Linked DNA regions of Rattus norvegicus: region 1 is linked to region 2. The links are chromatin contacts, called in public Hi-C maps. All regions are on one chromosome and are shown on one strand. The core of a region is the stretch at or near the end of the contact, and the rest is flanking DNA. Distances in the headings are between cores, read along the strand shown. Region 1 holds the start of Plcb4 (phospholipase C, beta 4). Region 2 overlaps LOC120101678 (a long non-coding RNA gene).

Region 1 (3,190 bases), core at 636-3,135, 93 kb before region 2:
GTTCCTTGTAAAACAGCATTTCCACCGCGATTAATTCAGGGCTGGTAGTGATATCATCAAAGCTAAATCAAAACTAAGTTCTGATGGCTGAGTAATAAAACGGGGGTGGGGGGGGCGGGGGGGGGGAAGCACACCCAGGAACCAGACACCCAGCACTCTGCAGCACACTGCTACATGTAAAGACATACTCATTCTGCCAACCAAGTTTCACCAACATAAAAATGCTCAGAAATGCTATTCTATTTTTAAAGTAATTTTTTTCTTACAAGAGGTTTCCCCCACAGACACCAGTCACATATTAAATGTCTACAGCGTAAAAAGATGATATAACAGATCAATACACCAGTTGAAAAATATGCAAGACTGTTCTGTGGGGGGAAAAAATTCTAGATTACATAACACAGACAGTCAGGGATTACACCACAAGGTCCTGGTGAGCTGAATTTCTGAGCCTCTGTATCAATCTGCAACTTGGGAAAACGAAGTTTGAAGGGTTCAAAACATTAGGTTCTCAGTTCAAACACATCTTTAAAAAGACATCGGTCTTTAAAATACTCAAAGGACTAAGTTGAAATTTTACACACACACACACACACACACACACACTCTTCCTATCCTAAAAAGTAATTCACTTTCTGAGCTCCATGAAGTCTGCCCAGGTAAAGTCACTGGCTGCTCTTCCCCATCATCTTATTTTATGCTCTGATTTCCCTTTAAAAAGAGAAATTCGATTCTTTTTCAAAGCACTGTACTCCTGCCTATGCTTGGACGTTATTGTCAACCACGGTTATTCAAAACATTACTATCTCCACAAATGGACAATTTAGATTTACAGACCACCATGCATCCCACTTTTACTTCAAAAATGGCGACTGTCCAAAAAATGTTTTGCCCCAAATTAAATCTCAAGCCCCTTGCTTTAGAGAAATAGGAAGAATCACTATAGGAGGTTAGGGGTTTTTAAAAGTCATATCCCAGGGGTTGGGGATTTAGCTCAGTGGTAGAGCGCCTGCCTAGGAAGCGCAAGGCCCTGGGTTCTGTCCCCAGCTCCGGAAAAAAGAACCAAAAGAAAAAAAAAAAAGAAAAAAAAAGTCATATCCCAAATGCATGGATATTTGTGGAAATATAAGACATTTGCCTTTCTTTCTAGAAAATGCTGGATCTATAACTCTGGAGTTGTTCAATTGGAAAATTCTGTGTTTTCACACTTAGATTCAGTAGTTTACAAAGTCTAAACTCAGAAACCGTACAATATAGACAGGGTCTAATTGACTAAGAAAAAACAACTTTAAACTTCTGAAAATAAAGCGATGTTCTTTTACATGCTTTTAGGGGGCCAAAAAACTGCCCTAAAGGAGCGCTTAGCCTGTCAGTGTCAACTGGAAACAGTCTATCATTTGTAAGCTGCCCCCAGAAGACGCTGAAATGCACACGCACACACATTTACATGCGTTGCACAGTGCCAACTATTTCCAACCAAAATAATCATATACACGTCGAGCCGAGCTATTTCTAGCGCAGAAGAGGGTGAACGTCCGGGTAGGCAGAGGAAACCCAGTAGCAGATGATTGTTGGGTAGGCGGGTGGCGGCGGGGTCCCCTGCCTCCCGCGCAGGACGCCTCGCACCCCGCACCTGCACCGGGTCCTCGGCAGGGCATCCGGGGGCGCGCGCGCGCGTCCGGGACGCGCCCGCGGGAAGCCGAGTAACCCGGCGGGCTGGGAGCGGCGGGAGCATCCCCGGGCGGGACCCAAAGCGCCTTCTCCTACCTGTCACTTCGAGGCGAGTCGCTGCTGGGGATGCGGCCACCGCCGCCTCCGGGAACCCCGCTGTGTGCGCGCGCGCGTGTCTGTGTGCGCGCCTGTGAGAGCCTGTTTGCGGCGCGGCTCCTTAGCCGCTCGCGCGCCGCCACCCCCTCCCCGCCGCCGCGGCCGCCGAGCCCCTCCGGCGCCGCCCCGCCCTCCGCCGCCTCCGCCCCCCACCGGCCTGCGCCTCCCCGCCGCGCTCACCTCGTCCGCCCGCTGCCCAGGGCTCCGCCCGCCCGCCGCTCCCGCCGAGCCGGGCCCCGTGCGGCCCCGGGCCCGCCGCCCCTGCTCCCGGCCGCGACGCTGCCTCCGGAGCCCAAGCCGTCGCCTCGCAGCCCCAACCTGCCCGGGCTACGGAGCATGCCCAGTGCGGCGCCCGGCGGGGCTGGGGGTGGACCGGGGCCGCGCGGGCCGGCCGGGGTGGGGGTTGGCTGTCCCGGGGTCGCCGCCGCCTTCCCGGTGCAGGGTATGGGCGCGTGCCCGTGCGGACTGAGCTGAGCCCTCAGCGGGACACCACGCGCCGCTGGCCACGACTCAGCGGGTGCCCGGCCCTGGAGGAGGGGGCGCGAGCCAGCCAGAACCGGGAGCGGGAACTGGGCTTTCGTCTATGTTACATTGAACAAACACGGAGAGCTTGTACACTGCAGCAAAGGGATTTTATTCATTCAGCCCGAGAAACAATCTGCCGGAGGAAGTACTACAGCAGGCTTACACTGAGCCAGAAAGTGATTTCCAAAGTCTTCCCCCAAGTGATCCTAAGACGTGCACCTAACTCCACCCTTAGACTTCGGTCCCAGGGATGCTGGGGACCGCTGTGGCCAGCTCTCCCTGTGCCTGGAACCGACATCCGGGTGCCCTAAGTCCTGCTGAGGCCGCCTGGCCGTGTGCATCCAGCGGCACCCTTTGTGGAGACCCTACACAGGAGTCGCTCCGGAACTCCCCGAGGGCTTCCTCCTACAGAGGCCACTCGGTTTCCTCCCTCTCCTGCTTGGCGGCGGCCACCAAAACCCGGAGACGTGGCACCTGCGCACTGGGGACTGGGGCCCATGCTCGCTGCGGAACTGGGCATGCTCAGCTGCCCGAGCTGGTCTGGCGGGTCAAGAGGAAAGGGCTCAGTTTGGAGGTTAGCTTAAAAAAATGGAGAGGAAGAGGGCAGAGGTGTGGGCACAAAGGGACAATCCAGGCCCTGTGGGCACAAGCAGTTGAAAATGCAAAACAGTTGATCCCTTAGTTCATTCTGGCGGTTACCAGCAGAGATAGAAAGAAAATAACCACCAAAAGTTCATCAACTAGTGTGATGGTAAATGCCTATAATGCCAGTTGGTTTACAGAGCAGCCTAAACTATGCAATGGGTTCAAAGCCAACCTGAACTCTGTCTCAAAACAA
Region 2 (2,922 bases), core at 362-2,861:
GAGGCACTGACCAAGAGGGACAGCCTAGGCTAAGAGACTGGCCAAGAGATAAAGATGCCCAGCATGCACAAAGTTCTAGTTCCACCCCAGTACCATATGAACTGACCAGGATAGCAAACACAGGCCCAGAAGTAGAGACAGGATGAAGTTTGAAGGACATTCTTGGCTACATAGTGAATTTGACTCCAGTCTGGGATCCATGATACCTTGTCTGAGAAACAGAGCTGGGGGATGGGGTGGGGTTGGGGGGACACAGGCAAAGAGATAGAGACAGAGACTGAGAGTTAGAGAGACAGAGAGATAGAGACAGAGAGGTACAAAAGAATGAAGAGTTCACCAGATTACTTTAACCCAGTGTTTTGGAAAAAAAAATCACCTCACCATGTCCTCTGGCATGAGGAAATATCACTTTCCAAGTGTCCTCAGGGAAGCACCTTTGTCCCTTATTTCCTGAAGAGAACAGTGTGTCTGAAAGGGTTTCCTGCTCCCTCGGTTGGAACAGTGATGAGAGGAGCCTCAGTAGCCTACACACACAGTCAGCAGGAATCTACCCAATTAACCAGTTGGCTTGGTGTGGCCAAGAAAAGTCCATGTTTCTTAGTAAGTGTCCCCAGGTTTCACCATGACAAGTGCTTTCTACAGAGGTTGCGCCAGCATTTGGTGGCTCATTGTGAATTTTAAAGTGAAAGGAAGAGTTAAGTTGAGGCGGCTGATGGGTCAGAGGGGTTCGTTCTTCCAGTCCACCTGCCTCCTTGGCTTCTCCTCAACTCAGAGCTCCTTTTGCTCAGGCAGGCTGACCCTGTCTGCATTAGAATTCAGCCTTCAGACATGTTGCCGCCTGGCTTACTGTCAGCCTCTTGGAACACTCTGTGCTTCACTTGGACTTGTCACAATCTAGATCCTCTTTTCATGGATCATGTTTCAGACAGGAAACATGATATGGGTGTTACTCGGCAGTCTAGCCTGGGCTAACCTGACCTTTAATTTCTTCTTTCTCCATTTCCTTCATCACAGCCATTCTCTTTTTAACCACGGGATCCAGAAGAACCTGAATTGATGTTCCATGGCGGCATCATGTGAATAGCTTCAGCAGACAGCTGGCCTGTGTTGGAGTCTTAGCATTCCTTTCCTCCAGTCAGGCTCCCGTGCCCACTTAGCAACCACTTAACTGTCCACTCCAGCCCTCAGAGAAGCCCGCTGTGCTGATTTGTATCAGAGATTAGCTCTACCTGTCTGTGAACTTCATGGATGCGTCTGGTTTCTTTTACTTGCTATAATATTTTTGAGACTCGGCGGATATACTTCAGATGACTGGAGTGTGAGCAGCATTGAGTTTCTGGACATTTCTCTGATGGCTGTGAATCTTCTAAGATCTCAGGGGAGAGCAGAGGAGACCTAAGGAAGGGAATCTTTTGAGTCCTCCCCTTGTTCTTTCCAAGGTCAACACTTTGTCTGAGTGTGCACAGTGATTGGAAACAGAGATTGCTGGGTTCCCTACAATTCCTTGACAAGGGATCATTGCCAAGGCCAAGGCCACAGTGTTTAGAGAAAGCCTCCCAGGGGTTCTTGCAGCTGTCTCCTGGAAGTCCTGCCCCTCCTGCAGGAGACAAAGGCTGGCCTTGGCTCTCAGCATGGGAGACTGCAGGCTTCCATTTCCTGCCCAGCCTTGGGGAATCTCCTTCCTACTTCACTCCTTCCCATCCCCCAAGCACAGGAACCTCTCTGCCCTGCTCCCTGCTCCCATTTCCTTATCAAATGTTTAGGATTAAACTGTTTTCTTACAGCAGCTTTCCCGTTGGCCTTGCTTGACCTGGACCTGAGACAAAAGAACACAATGAATGGCTTTCTCTGCCGGCCACTCCAGTGTCCTTGCGGCCTTGGAGTGGCTTAGATGTGGTCCTTTTACCTCTTCAGTTTTATCTGATATTCTTCATTTTATTCCCTGTACTCCAAGCCTACCGGCCTTGTTACTAGAGTTATTAGGGGCAGAGCCTGAACCCCAATAGCCCTAATATGCCAGATTTGCCCATTTGTCCCCAATAAGATAATTAAACAAACAATAATAGTGAAAAACTCAGAAAAAGGAAATTTAGCCAGTGTGGCCGCACTGGGATGCAGGATAAAGCCATCACATGACTCCTGAAGGTTTGTCTTCTGAGGTCCCTGTGAGGTTTCAGACTCAGGAAAATGGCTCACTGAGGTACTTGTCTAACATATCCAAGTGGAAGCTTGCTGAAAGGTTCTCTCAGCATAGCCCAGTACTTGTTAGAGTCATCCTGACTGACATACCCAGCCCCTACCCTACTCTCTCCAGGGCCTGGGTTGTTCTTCCCACAGTTACTCTGCTCTCTATATAATCTCAGCCATTTTGGACACAAGATACTTTTTTTGATGTTGGCCTCTGGGCCACCTGATCTGTGGCTCCTCTCTTAGGCCTCCTCTCCTCTCTGTCTTCTTTTCCTCTCTTGCTTTTTGTCCCCCTGCCTCCAGCCCATTTCAGTCAAGACCCTTCCAGATGCCTCTGACTATGTTGTCTCTCATATATACAATAAAATTGCTCCTTCTATACCCAGAAGCAGTCATGTGTTCTCTCTGTCTCTCTGTCTCTCTGTCTCTCTCTCTGTCTCTCTCTCTGTCTCTCTGTCTCTCTCTCTGTCTCTGTCTCTCTGTCTCTGTCTCTGTCTCTGTCTCTCTCTCTCTCTCTCTCTCTCTCTCTCTCTCTCATTCCCACAGAAAATTTGAGTGAGGGACAGAGTTATGCACAGCTAAGCAGTAAGGCATTATCCTGTCAATCATTTACCCACCACAATCATAGCTCCAGTTTCTCCAGAAAATGTGTTCTGCTGCTTCTTCAGAATTGTTCAAAATATCCTTCAAAGGATACCCCTCTGGCTGGCACTCGTCTTCAGCCTTTTCCTTCTC

The links. Hi-C and Micro-C count contacts between places; a contact is called where the count stands out from the background.
Region 1: a contact with region 2 is called in a Hi-C map of liver, with 2.6 times the contacts expected there. The contact joins the promoter of Plcb4 here to the enhancer-like site in region 2. A contact is called at or near these places in 3 of 12 Hi-C or Micro-C datasets (frontal cortex, liver and mammary epithelial cells).

The regions. Positions count from the first base shown.
Region 1 is chr3:143,404,668-143,407,857 of GRCr8, reverse strand. Plcb4 (phospholipase C, beta 4) reads right to left here and starts at 1,885. Exons shown (of 38, transcript NM_024353.2): 1 at 1,768-1,885.
Region 2 is chr3:143,312,025-143,314,946 of GRCr8, reverse strand. It overlaps LOC120101678 (a long non-coding RNA gene), which reads right to left. Exons shown (of 3, transcript XR_010065397.1): 2 at 2,805-2,922; 3 at 1-1,395. Among named protein-coding and RNA genes, the nearest start is that of Plcb4, 92 kb to the left of the region's middle. Within about 2 kb of position 1,611, at least 10 of the 93 cell types and tissues checked have an H3K27ac peak or open chromatin away from gene starts, as enhancers often do.